Linked DNA regions of Rattus norvegicus: region 2 is linked to region 1. A link is a contact called in public Hi-C data. All regions are on one chromosome and are shown on one strand. The core of a region is the stretch at or near the end of the contact, and the rest is flanking DNA. Distances in the headings are between cores, read along the strand shown.

Region 1 (6,723 bases), core at 2,825-5,324:
CCCTGACGTCCTCTCTGTAAAGGCACTTCTACTTTTGCCAGGGCAGAACACAGACCGATGGTTTGCCAGTGATGTGTCTGGAGGCCAAGCTGACAAGAGACAGGCCTACTATGGTCTCTCATCTTGTCAACTCGTCTGGATGGAAACTCAGTAGGAGTCAGACCTCTGATGTGCCTATAAGAATGTTTCAGAAAGATGTAGGGGTCCCACTTCATAGGCTGGGGGTCTGCCCCAAGTTAAAGAGGGAAGTCTGGTGAGCCCGGACAAGAGCGAACATCCTTCTGTTTCTGCCCCTGGGCCTTCCTCAACACGATATGTTTCCCCATCAAACTGTAAGCCAGAATAAAACCTTCCCCCCTTACCCTGCTTTCCACAGCAGTGAGGAGGGCAACAGTACTTAAGAGGAAACTGCTTTTATCTCCTATGGAAGTTCCAAGCAGGCTCAGCTGATTTCCTATGCAAAGGAAAACCAACCTTCCTTTTCTTTACATTACATAAAATGTGGGTCTTGCTGGCAGAAGGGAATACAGATTTCCTAACTTTTTTTTTTTCCGGAGCTGGGGACCGAACCCAGGGCCTCAAGCGCTCTACCACTGAGCTAAATCCCCAACCCCAATTTCCTAACTTTTAAGGAATGGTATCTGACATAGATATATCCTGAAAACAAACATAACTTGGGAGATTTTGTTCTTGGGTTCTGGATGAAAACATCTATAGGAAAAAAAAAAAAAAAAAAAACTCATCACGATTAGAAAGCACTAGCAAGTTGAATGTAAAATGTGCCTCCTTTTACTTTACGATAAAAGTTTGCTCTAAGGCAGGGGCCCAACTATCGACAATACACTATGCCCATTCACTGTTTGCTCACCTCTAATTTTTCTCAATCAGTAAGGTCAGAAGCTGACAGCAGCACATATGGTCTATGGTAAATGTTAGCCAGTAAAAATTTATCCAAGAGGGAGTATGAAGGGACCTAAAATCAGCAGAAAAAAAAAAAAAAAAAAAAAAAAAAAAAAAAAAAAGAGCGTCCAGGCAACCCTGTGAAGGATTACTTGACTAGGTTAAGTGGGAAAGGCCCACCCTAACTGTGGGTGCCACCATTTCTGTGGGGCTGGGACCTGGGGAGAACACAAGGAAAGCAAGCCGAGTGTAGCCTCCCATCTCTCTGCTTCCTAGCTGCAGATACCACAGAACCAGCTGCCTCAAGCTCTAACCACCACATCTTCTCGGCGGTAAACGAAGGTCCCTTTAAACTGTGAGTCAAAAGAAACCCTTCCAGGCTTCTGGCTGGAGCATCTTCCCACAGTAACAGCACAAAGAAACCCATATGGGGATCTTCATCATACAGGGATACAGCAAAGGCTTTGGAACCAAGGAGAGCTGTGTTCTCATCCTAGCCTCGTACTGCAAAATGGCCCTTAAAAATATATATATATAAAGTTAAAAGATAAAAGCAGGCCAAAACCTTGTCTCTGAAGCACTGTTTGACTGGTCTGTTTACCTCTAGTGCCCTTTTTTTCTCACAAGGGACACGGGGTAAAATTAAACACAGGTCTTGTTCCTATCAGAAACATGTCCAAACAGTTGAGGCTCAAACGACAAAGTTCCACTCTGCTACACAGAGGGACCCTGTCTGCCACAACTGCAGAAGCAGAAAGAGCGTGTAATAATTCCCTTTCCATTAAAAACAACAAATCTGTTTCTTTGCAGGCTGCAGCCTTGGAAAGAAATTCTGTAGGCCCTTGGTGTACTTCGGGAAGGCTAGAGGAAACAGCACAAAGATGCTTAGCAGAACAACATCTCCTGAAGATAAACCATGCCCTAAACAAGCTGCTTGCTGGAACTCGGTCGTGCACAGTCTAAGGCCCCTGGATGCTCTCTCCCTTACTGTGAGACTACAAACACTGACAGAACATATTTTCCAGATTCACACAGTGCTTCACACACAGAAGGGACTGTCGGCAGCTACGAGACCTGTGGTCTAACCTCTCTACCCACCAGCTTGCACTACCATGAACCGCCAAAGAGCTGTTAACTTGAGATGCTTGAAGCTCTGGGGATCAAGCCTAGGCCCTTGCACCTGCCAAGCAAGCACTTTCCATTTAGAAAGCCCTTTCCCAACCCTTTATTTGCATGTACCTTGGCAAATTTTTTTTTTTTAGCTCTTCCTTAAAATATTAAGTTGCTAAGAAAATGGGATTAAATCAATGCTAATAGTTGGCCCATGTTCCAGGACCTAGGTAAAATTGTGACCCTCAGGTACTGGTTTCCAAAATCCTTTCACTTAAGTCTGGTTTTGTTCTAGATGGAAACCTGAAAACCAAAAAGGTACTAGTATTCAAAACGACTAAGTGGACTACTTTATTTCAGGTCGTACACTCTACATGGGATGCTGCTACACATACACATAATGTACACATACACATATACATACACATAATGTACACATACACACATATCAGTCTACGGCCTGCCAAGACCCTATTTTAGCACCAAGGACCAAGGCTCTGAAATTAATCACGCATGTGACCTTGGATTAGTCATAAACCTCTCCGGGCCTCATTTCCATAACTGCATAATGAGCTTGAACTAGATCAATGGTTTTCCAATTTCACTGCACAGTAGAATCGTGTGGGGAGCTTTTCAAAATCTTGGCATGTGCGCAGGCTGTACCTTAGACCAAATGAATCAAAACCTTTAGTGGGGGTGAGAGAGGGTAAGGGCAGGCAAGGATCCTGAGCACCAGAGACTGTCAACCATCCACTCGTAACAGCGTAGAATCAACAGCCTTCCAGAGTGGATTAGAAGACCATTCTGGGGATCAGGATGATTTCTATCCTTAAGCTGGACGTGGTAGCACCTGTACATAATCTCAGCGTCTGGCAGCAGAGGGAAGATGATCGCTGCAAGTTCAAGGCTAGCCTGAACTCCACAGTGACCCCATCTCAAAACAGCAAACAGAATATCTTCAGTGTGTGGTTAGTTATTTGGTATCAAAGTGGACAGAGTTGCCTAAGCACTACCTGTGGCCATAATTTGCGTCCAAACTGCTCTCCAGGGATCTTGGAGAATGGAGAGGACTGCTATCACAGCGAGAAGATCTGAGGAAACATGGCCTGCTACAGAGGCCTCCTCCCTGGCCTCTGAGGGTCTCAGCCCTTGAAATCTCATCAGACCAACTGGAGGGTTGGCACAAACAGACCAAGCAGGGAAACACACCTCGTCACCCTTCTCCAGACTCACGCCTCCTAGAGAAACATGCTTTAGAATGTAGCCAGGCGGACTGCTTTCCTGTCAGTTTCTTGACCTAGTGCTAATGTTTGCAATCGGTGACTACCACTCACCCCACTGCCAAGAGTTGCCTGAACTCCTCTTTTGACAGCCCAGGTAGCTGATCCCAGTTCAGTTCAGTTCGGTTCATAGGTCTGACCTGGTATTGCCCCAGAGTCCTGGGTTCAGGCCAACTTGCCCTTTCCCTCTGTTTAAGATGCAAGGACATCTCAAAGACCAGGGGGCTGGCTTAGCTGAACCAACTACTCTTTATAGACCACTCTCCATTATCCCATACCATGAGGAACTACGGGCTCTCACAATAGGGCAAACCTAAGAGCCTGGGAGGTCACCAATGAGGGGGTCACTCAAACTCCACAAGAATGTGCGCTGTAGGGTCACGGGAAAACCTACCTATGAGGAGCAGACCAATAAGAATAGGGTTGGGAGGGAGGCGTGCTCAAGCCCACGGTCTTTCACTTGGATTGCAATGAGGCAAGGCCGGCAGGCAAGTTCCTTCAGGGGAACGTTCAGGACCCACTCAAATGAGCAAGCATTAGCTCCTTTTCTTCCCTCACACTCCAGCTCCGCTCTGGCACTCAGGGTTGCAGCAGCCCACACCCCCTCCTTCTATCATCTACCCTTTTATAGTCAGACTACAATCCTCCTTCCAAAAATAAATCGAGGAGAGGCCAGCGAAGACAAAGTTGAAAAGTTTTATACTTTCATTATTCTATCCAGGACATTAGCTGGACAGATTTATCATCCCATTTTCCTAAGCTCTCCTACAAATAAATAATTCTAGGGTATGCCCAAATTACTCAGCCTCTTGACCCAACATGTTTTTGCAATTACTTGGCACAACTGTATGCTACTTAAATTAGGTAACAGTCACCAAGTTATTTTTAGGCCCTAGCAACACACACACACACACACACACACACACACACACACACACACACACAGCTAGACCTAGGTGGTTGTACTCCCGGGAGAGAAGAGGACAAACCACCTTTTCTGACTGACACATTTCAATCCACAGAAATATTGCCGAGCTACCCGGAGAGCGTGCTCAGCGTGCATCCGGGGCTCTGCTGCTGAACACTTTGCAAGCCTTCGCTTACTGAACTCCTGAGTGAACATCACAAGGACAACACCAGTGCTGTGCCTTCTTTTTACCAATGAGGAAGCCAGAGAACTCAAGGTTTCAGCAACCTGCCCAAGGACATCAAATGGAGGAACCTAGTGTCCTGCCGATCGGCTGTGCTTCCTACATTTCTCTACGTTTTCTTATAGAGCGAATGTTTGGCTCGTAGCCTTGAGTATTAATCAGGCATTCGGAATTACAAGAATAAAATAAGGTTGCAATGCAGATGTGTCTTAAAAGGGTGGACAAAGCAAGGAGGGATATGTTACTCTCCCCCCCAAAGAAAGCCGACTAAGAAGACTTTCCCAGGGTCTCTAGTTTCTTGGCGTAGCTATTCAGTCTGCACTGCTTACTAGTGAGTATTTCAGGAACTATTCCGACTCAGGAAAACTGTTAGACCCAATTTGCTCTTTATCCCGGAGTTAAGAGGAAGGTATGGGAGCTTTTGATGGGTATGCAGAGCATGAACTTACGTATTCTTACATACATGCCATCTTACCATTGAAAACAGTTCAACTGCACCTGAATATTTTAATAGAAAATATTTCTAAGATGGGGAGGGGGTGGGGAGTAGGGGGAAGTTTTTAGTGTAGGTCTCACTCCCTTGCCTGACTCCTCTCTCTGCATCAATCTTTTTCAGCTACTTCTCTGCCAGTCCTTTGAGTCCTTACCCCCGACCCCCACAACCCCTCCAAAATGCTTCTGGTGGAGAGCAGAGCTATAAAACCCACAGCAGACAGGCTACCTTCATTTTGTAAGGCAGCAAGTACAGGCCTGGACTCTGACACACGGAATGCACAGGCAGAGACAGGCCCTGAGGGGGTCCTAAGAAGGGGAAGGAGGCTTCTCCTTAGACTCAAGACCCAGTCACTAACAGTGGCATTCCACATTTGAAGAACATTCCTGGGCAAGTATATTACACTAAGTATTTAGCTGGGAAAGAAAAGTGTCTGCACCACTCTGTAAAATACTCCCAGCTCAATTAAATATATAACACTGACATTAGACTACAGCACACGACACAGAATATTTCAAAAACAAGGAAGGGGGAGACGAAGAAAGGAAACACATGTTTGATCTGGTTGGCAATAAGGGTGTTCATTTTGAAAATTTTGATCATAAAATTTTAAAGGCCATGGCTACAATGAGGGGACAGTAGGAGACATGCCCTTCCCACATACATAAAGGACAAATGATTTCCCTGACCCCAGTGATGTTAAAAAGGATGGGAGTCTTACTGAAGTGACACCTCTCATTTTAGAAGGACGATCCAGCCTCCTTACTTAGGTTTGAAATCAAGTTACAGTTGATCAAAACAACCAACATTGGTGTGGGAAAGGTTACAATTCTTTCAAAGACTGAATCTCTAACGATTTATTCATCTGGGTCACTCGGATGAGGTTGACCAGAAGCAAGGGTCTGGTGCCATATATCCTTCAGTGGGTAAGAAAGAGCCAGAGACTACACAGTCTCAGACCTAGGTCACAGCGGGGCGGGGACTATAAATTAGAACAGTAACTTAATCCCAGGGGCTTCTGTGCCTCCGATCAGTTTCGTCCCAACCTGACACTGCTTGACGAAAATGGCAACCCAGCCGCCACTGGGCTCGACAGGCAGCTCCAAAAATGGAGAACATGGCATTGAAACTGAGGGACAGAAAAGCTGGAACGGGAGGGTAGCAACCGGTGTTTACAAACATGAACCAGAGTCTCAGACGGATCAGGCATCTTTGAAAAAAAAAAAGTCTCTGAAAATAAATTCAGCAAGAACTGGGGACTTCCAGCCATATAGTCTAACCATCTACCCCCACCCCAGCAGCCACAGGCTCCCTACAAAATCCACTCATTCCAAAATGGTGCCGTTCCCGCACCAGCTGAAATGCAATCTTAGCTTACCAACAAGGTGAGTCCTAAAAATAAGTCTCAGAAGAGAAGTCAGACCAGAATGGTCTGCTTGATCCACTCAAGAACCTAGGAGAAGCTGCCCACCATGCTTGTTGAGAGAAAAGCACCTCATTCTCTACCTCGAGAGCGCTCTGAAATGAACCTCTGGTTTGATCAGAGAAGAGGATAACTGGGGGGCTCAATGTCCCATCTCTTTGTCCTCCTCCTTAACTTGGTCCTGATTTTAGGCCATTCCTCCAAAAGGTACCAAATTCATGATCACAAAGTAGACAAGCGAACCTTTTACTCCTGAACTATGTATTTTCAACCAAATTCCAAGAGAGTTGAAGGAAAATTCCCCCCAAAACTACAAATTACCCAACCTCTACCACCAGAGCGTCTTCCGAGCTGGCCGCCACGGTG
Region 2 (6,723 bases), core at 2,543-5,042, 180 kb before region 1:
CTGCCTTACTTTGAGTCTCTGGTAAGGGCAATAATCATGGCGGGAGCATGTGTTGGAGAAACTGCCTAGACTATGAGTCAGCAGGCAATGGTACCAGTAAGGGGAGTCTAGGGGCCCTGACTCCAAAGGAAACGCCCCAAAAGTGACACCTGGAAGCCAAGCCTATAACACTGGACATTTGGGAAGCATCCTATAGACCACAGATAGAAACAAAGGAGTAGGACACTAGCCCGGAATGTTACAGAACTGGCCACTGCTTAAGGTGTGTATCAGATCTTTTTTTTTTTTTTTTTTTTGGTTCTTTTTTTCGGAGCTGGGGACCGAACCCAGGGCCTTGCGCTTCCTAGGTAAGCGCTCTACCACTGAGCTAAATCCCCAGCCCCAAGGTGTGTATCAGATCTTAACACAACATCAGACCTACCAGGAACAATCAGACTCCCCAATTCAGAGTTATTTAAAATTTACATAAGGGTCTTCATCTCAAAACTATACTTACTTTTAATTACGGATGGATGGCTGTTTAAAATAGCATTTACTTCGTGGCGGGGGGGGGGGGGCTTCATTTCAGAGTACCAGGGTGTGGGTGGGTGTATGCATGTGATTTGATCCAGGTCCAGCCCTCACCTCTGTATATGTCAAAATATTAAAAATAAGAAATATTAAAATAAGAGAGCTGAGTTGACATGGAGGCCTTGAAGAGACCACCTGTCGTCATATCATTTTTAAAGAGTAGGGACTTCGGTTATAATTGAATCAGGGAGATCCCGTTGGCCAAATTTTTTATTTTTTTATTTTTGTTAACTGAAAAAGAAGCACACTTTTGTTGCTGCTGTTTATGTGTGTGGGTCAGTATAGGCGCGCGCATGTCGCTGCTCCTAGAAGCCAGAAGAGGGTGTTGGATTCCCTGGAACTGGAGAACCAGGGGTGGGAACTAGACTGGAGAAGAGCAGTAAGGCCCTGAATTGTTGAGCCATCCCTTCAGCTGGACCGAGTTTATTCTTACAAGGCAAGCATTACTAATGAGGAGCTTAAGAAGTCAAGAAACTCACTTTGTGTACAAATGTTTCCACTGGAAGTGTTTTTCCCTCTGAAACCAAAGAAGAGTAAAAGCCATCTTCACGGAATATCCTTTAGAATTGAATAGTTGGTAGCAGGATTCCACCCCCACCCCCAACCCCGATTCCCAAAAGTATACAACTTCCTTTCTCTTCTAAAACATAAATCATAATTTGCGCTCTCTTTATGGGGCTTCTGCCTTTTGTCAAATTAACAACTCTGGAAAGAAACACATACTTTCAGCTGACCTGCAGTTGGACCTAACATTTCTTTCCCCAAACTATTCTCAAACATTTTAGTCACGGGGGAAAGGACGGACTTTTAGACTCTGCTGTGTGTGGCCCGGATCCTGCTCTTGGCCCCCAAGCTGTTTAATCGCTCAGCCTCTCGGGGGCTGCTCTTTGGCTAATGAATCCTTACCTCTACCTTCCCCCTCCTCTTAATGAGCGCTAATAAAGTGCATTTAACTCTACTAATGCAACAAAAACTCAGTTATTTCATTGTATCTACTTAATAAGAACCCTGTTTAATATCAAATTACAGCCTGCTGGGCCAAAGCATTATGGGGGCGGAAGTGGGACCGTGAGACGGGAGTATCGAGTGCCCTAATTCGGGCATGCTCCTTAATACGCCCTGCAGTATGATACGATTGCTTAATTCATTTAGCCCGGCTAGTTTGATCCCACAGCCAACTGCTGTGTAAAATTTACTGCAGTGCTAGGTAACAGTCCCACCACACAAGCTGAAATACAGTATCGCTTTTCTCGGGACCGAGCTATTAACAGTTGTTTGGGGGAGAGGCGATCTGCAATGGAGCAGATACAGTTACAAGAAGGAAGATGCCTTGGACTGCCCTGCCCTCCGTCTCTGAGAGAGTTAGAGCAAATCCAATTTGCATTAATAAGAAAGCAAAATTCCCCTAATTTTCATGGCATCGCCTCGGGGCTACTTTGATTTCAGATTTATCTAAAGTGAGCCGTGACCTCTACATCCCTGACTATCTCCTTTTATGAATCTCTCTGGCTTCTTTAAAGCCAGACCTTTCCACACACACTTCGCCGTAGCGAGTATGTATGAAAAGGTTTCTGTCTAAAGAAAAGCGTCACTTTATGATTGCAACGGTGATTTCTGAGCTCAAATCTCATGTGTATTGGATTTTGTTAGAGTAACAAACACATCTTTAGTGCCCTTACTTTCAAAGCAGAGCGAGCACCTTTGTTCTGGGCTTCCCTGTCTGATATGTGGGCAATGTTTATGGTCTCGTGCCACTGTAAAGGACCGTGCTTGGAGACATTTGCAGCTCTATTTTTCTTTTCGGGTTGCACTGGCTCTGAAGACCTGTGTATTAAACCCATACATACTTTGATAGGATGATTGATGTTAGGTGTCATGGATGCTTGAAGGAGCTAAAGGAAAATTGGGACTTACCCATGAATTTACAAAAGAAAAAGAATAAAAATAAAAATTTAAGTTGAAAGGGTGTGTGTGTGTGTGTGTAGACATGGTTCAGCACTTAAGAATACCGGCTGCTCTCCTAGAGAATCTGGGTTTGATTCCCAGCACCCATGTGGCAGCTCGAAACCACCTGTAACTACATTCCTTTTTCCGACCTCTGAAAACGACAGAGACACATGCCGTATACTTAAATACATGCATGCAAAATGCTCATATACAGACAAGGAAATAAAATTAAAATTTAAAAAGCAAAAGTAGGGAGGGCTGGAGATGAACTTCCCTCTGTTTGTAACAAATCAGTTGTTTTGATATACATTTGAAAATGGGTCATGCACTGTGTAAAGGAGCCAGAGTCCTCTGCTGAAGTCTCACAGGACTCCCATGCTACCACAGTAAGTGACCATTAGAACCTCTTTCCACACTGACTTGCTTGAGGCACTTGGGAGCCTCAAAGACAGGAAGGCCATGGGTGCCAAAGTCACTTAAGTACCTCAAGTCAAAATGTGATTGTTTATGAAAAGCTTAAGCGGCTCCACTCCCCCTCTCTCCGTATTTCTCTGTTGTGTGTGAGGAAGACCATCCAGATCTTTCCAGCCAAGGACAAGGCTATTGTTGCTGGCTGGACACGTCCCACTGCATCCCAACTTAAGGGAAGTAAATGGTTTCTCTCCCTAAACCGGAAGAGCATCTCCATTTAAAGACCTGAGACAGACACCTGAGACAGACAGGACACTTTTCTATGTTGAGTAGTGGAGTAGATCTTTTCTTACTCTTCCAAGCTCTAGTTTCTAAACAGGAAATAAATTTCAAAATGAAGTGATGAATGATGTCCAAGGGCTGCAGGAGGTACAGCCAGAAAAGCCAATGTCTACATCTCAGTGAGAGAGAATGAATCCTGTGTGATCCACTCTCGTCTCTCCTTTTGAAAGCCTGTGATTGGACATCATTGCCCTACCTGCAGCCAGGGTTGCGTTGCTTCTCAGATGAGCTCATGTTCAATGGATTGAGAAGGGCATAGTGTAGGAAGATGTGTCGTCTGAACTGAATTGCTCTGCAGACTAGTAGAAACTAAATTTGAGAAAATTCTGAGGAAGCAGTCCAGGATATTCTTTTAGAAAGCTAGTCTTCTCAAACCCAAGGCTTTGGGGAGATTAGCTTTGTGCAAACTCAGTCATTGCCAAAACCAGCTAGGATTAACTGGTCTGTCAGTGCACTGGGCCCTTCCCCCAAAGCGTGGTGCTTGTGTGGTGCTTGTAACCATGAGAAGGAGCTTCAGTTACTTCAGGGAAGAGGCTAAAAAAGGCAAAGGCTCATTATCTCCCCAGCAAGCCAAGGCAGCAAAGGGTGTCTTGACTCCCAGGGATCCCAAAGTGAAATATAACACTCACTGAGGCAGCCTTGCCTGGGGATTCCTTAAGCTTTTGATTTTTCTCTGCTGCCGGGAGTTTTGAAGTCCTTGTTGTAAAGAGGGCTGAAGGAGAGTGGAGAGACAGGCCATGGAATGCCTCAGTCAAGAACTGGCAAGGGTCTGGAAAGAGGATTCACTCAATCATAAAGCGAAAAGATTCACACGGCTTCATTATCTGTGCTTGTGACTATCACAGAAACCACCCTGGACATAGAAGAAGGGCTGTGACGAGGACAGGGGACATTTTCAAGAAGAAGCAGGGCAAGAGTCTGCAAATAACAGGTCTGAAGAGATTTCACCTGAACACAGGCCAACTGCTCACCAGATCCGCTTTTCTCTCTACTCTTCCCATTCACTGAATCTTGGCGGAAACACTGGTGATGTCTGGACATGTGCGTTGAATTAATAGCTAATAAATAAACCCCAGTGGCGGGTTCTATATTCTATCTTAACTGTCCTGGACCCAGAGGGCTGCCCAACTGGGCCGCGCTCTCCAGGCTCCTTCACGTGGCGGTCACGCCTCTCTTCTTAGGCATGGCATCTCTCCTCTCCTCCACACTCTCCCTGCAGTCCCAAGTCTGGGAAATCCCCAAAACCCACCTCTGTCCTTTCCAGCTATTGACTGTGGACATTTTTATTTATCAATCAGAACCAGCTGGGGGCGGTTCCCAGAAGCTAAGTGCAGACACTCAAATTCTGCAGTTTCGTGGACCCAAATTAACATTAGAATATAAGCAGCATTAGGCCAAACCCTCTACACTTGACTTGTGTGCCTTGCTGCTGTCCTAGTACCTAGGGCTTGATTGACACTTAAAAGCATCAGGCCTTCTCTGAGTGCTCTTCCTGTGTGTGTGTGTGTGTGTGTGTGTGTGTGTGTGTGTGTGTGTGTGTACAACAACCTTAGGGTCGCACTATGTTTGTGTTTCAGGATTTGAACTCAGGTCCTCAGGATTGGCAGCAAGCCTCTTTACCTGTTGAGCCATCTCATTGGCCCTGAGCATAGTTTTCTAACAAAAAGCGATGTGTCCACTGCACAGCATCAGGACCTGAAATGAATCCACTTTTCAAAGCCTTTATCAGTCTGTCCCAAGTCATGAATTTGTTTATTTCTTCCAAAGGTACTACTACTCCCGTGCGCCCACTGTCATTTCCTAGGGGCACCTTGGCATTTGGTTCTAACCATTTGGCGGTGGTTTTCAACTGGTCAAAGTTGAGAGCCTGGTTTGCCAAGGCTGACCTTCAAGACTGAAGCCTTTCAGGATCCCAGCGAGTGGGTATTGGTGCCCCATGCCCGCACCAACACGGTACCGAGAATCAGGCAGGTTATTCATGTCAAGCCAGGAGAGGAAGAGAGAGAGAGACTCCTGTAGCTTTATTCACACTTATATACCCAAGTTCCCCAGGTAGAAAATATCTGGGAAGTACAGTGGGAAACCCTGGCTCAAGAGTGACTTCGTAACAAAAGACCGACTACTAGGAGACCTGAATTAATTAGGGAGAAATCCGAGAAGACCAGCCTAAATCTCAAGGACAAAGGCTGAGAAAGCAAAAGGCAGGAGCGAATTGACCACCACCCAGGTGTGGCCCAGGTGTGGCCCAGGTGTGGCCCAGGTGTGGCCCAGGTGTGGCCCAGGTGTGGCCCAGGTGTGGCCCAGGTGTGGCCCAGGTGTGGCCCAGGTGTGGCCCAGGTGTGGCCCAGGTGTGTCAGTTCCACATGCATCAGCCGGGCTCAGCAGGGGTCATGCGGTGGAGACACCGGGTGTCAGGAGATACTTGGTATTTGTTCGGGCTGAAAGCATTCCGTGTTTATTTTCTTCCTGTGCCGTAAATTCATGGGAGAGGCTTTTGTCCAACAATCTCAAGACTTTATGGCCATACAGTCACAAAGCCACCAGGCCCAAATCCAATACGGCTCCGTACAAGTGGGTGGTGTCCTTTGTGTGTGGGTGACAGCCTCTAGAAACAGCAAAAAGATGATTTTATGAAGTGGCTTCTAAGACAAGGTTTCATTTTCCACACAATCATTTGAAACTGTGCAGCTGGAGTTCCTTGTCCTTCAGAAAGAAAGAAATAGGAACAAAACAGCAATAACAACCAAACCCCAGGCCGCCCCACAGAGCTGACCGTGGACCTGCAGTTTATTCCACAGTGAGAAGACTTCCCAGTCACAGCCTCCTTCCATCTGTAGTGAAGTCCCTCAGATGTATCCCAGACAAGCATCATGCACGTGCGTGCATACATGCACACACACATAAACACATACACACACATAAACACATGCACACACACATAAACACATACACACACACAAAACATACATGCAGACACACACAAAACATACATGCACACACACACAAAACATACACGCGCACACACACAAAACATACACGCGCACACACACACGCACACACACACATACACACACACAAACACAGACACAAACACACACATACACACACAGACACATGCACACACAAAGAGAGAGACTAACAAAGACATAAATGTAATGATGATTAATTGTATTTTTAAAGACTATATCAAACAAGGTAGAAATGAAGACCAAGACGAACATATGAGGTTGTCCTGTCCTCTGACTTCTACGTATCAGGGCACATATGTACTGTAATTCACACACACACACACACACACACACACACACAAACACACACACACACACACACGAATGTGTAAGAGAGAAAATAAAAATAAAACAAGTAAAAATGAACCCAAATGTTCTTTTCATCCAGTGACCTTGTGGCCATAACTGTGACAAGGAAATTCATGGCTCACGTGTGCATGGTAGT

What was found. A called contact is a pair of places that touch in the nucleus more often than the background predicts.
Region 2: a contact with region 1 is called in a Hi-C map of psoas muscle, with 3 times the contacts expected there. The contact joins two enhancer-like sites. A contact is called at or near these places in 9 of 12 Hi-C or Micro-C datasets (the A7r5 cell line, the Rat2 cell line, Schwann cells and 5 more) and 1 of 1 datasets of contacts at active chromatin or transcription factors (oligodendrocytes).

What each region holds. Positions count from the first base shown.
Region 1 is chr13:98,150,827-98,157,549 of GRCr8, reverse strand. All of the region lies in intron 2 of Dusp10 (dual specificity phosphatase 10), which reads right to left. Among named protein-coding and RNA genes, the nearest start is that of Dusp10, 8.3 kb to the right of the region's middle. Within about 2 kb of position 4,074, at least 19 of the 93 cell types and tissues checked have an H3K27ac peak or open chromatin away from gene starts, as enhancers often do.
Region 2 is chr13:98,331,685-98,338,407 of GRCr8, reverse strand. It overlaps LOC108352654 (a long non-coding RNA gene), which reads right to left. Exons shown (of 4, transcript XR_001840998.3): 4 at 5,247-5,875. Among named protein-coding and RNA genes, the nearest start is that of Dusp10, 190 kb to the right of the region's middle. Within about 2 kb of position 3,792, at least 2 of the 93 cell types and tissues checked have an H3K27ac peak or open chromatin away from gene starts, as enhancers often do.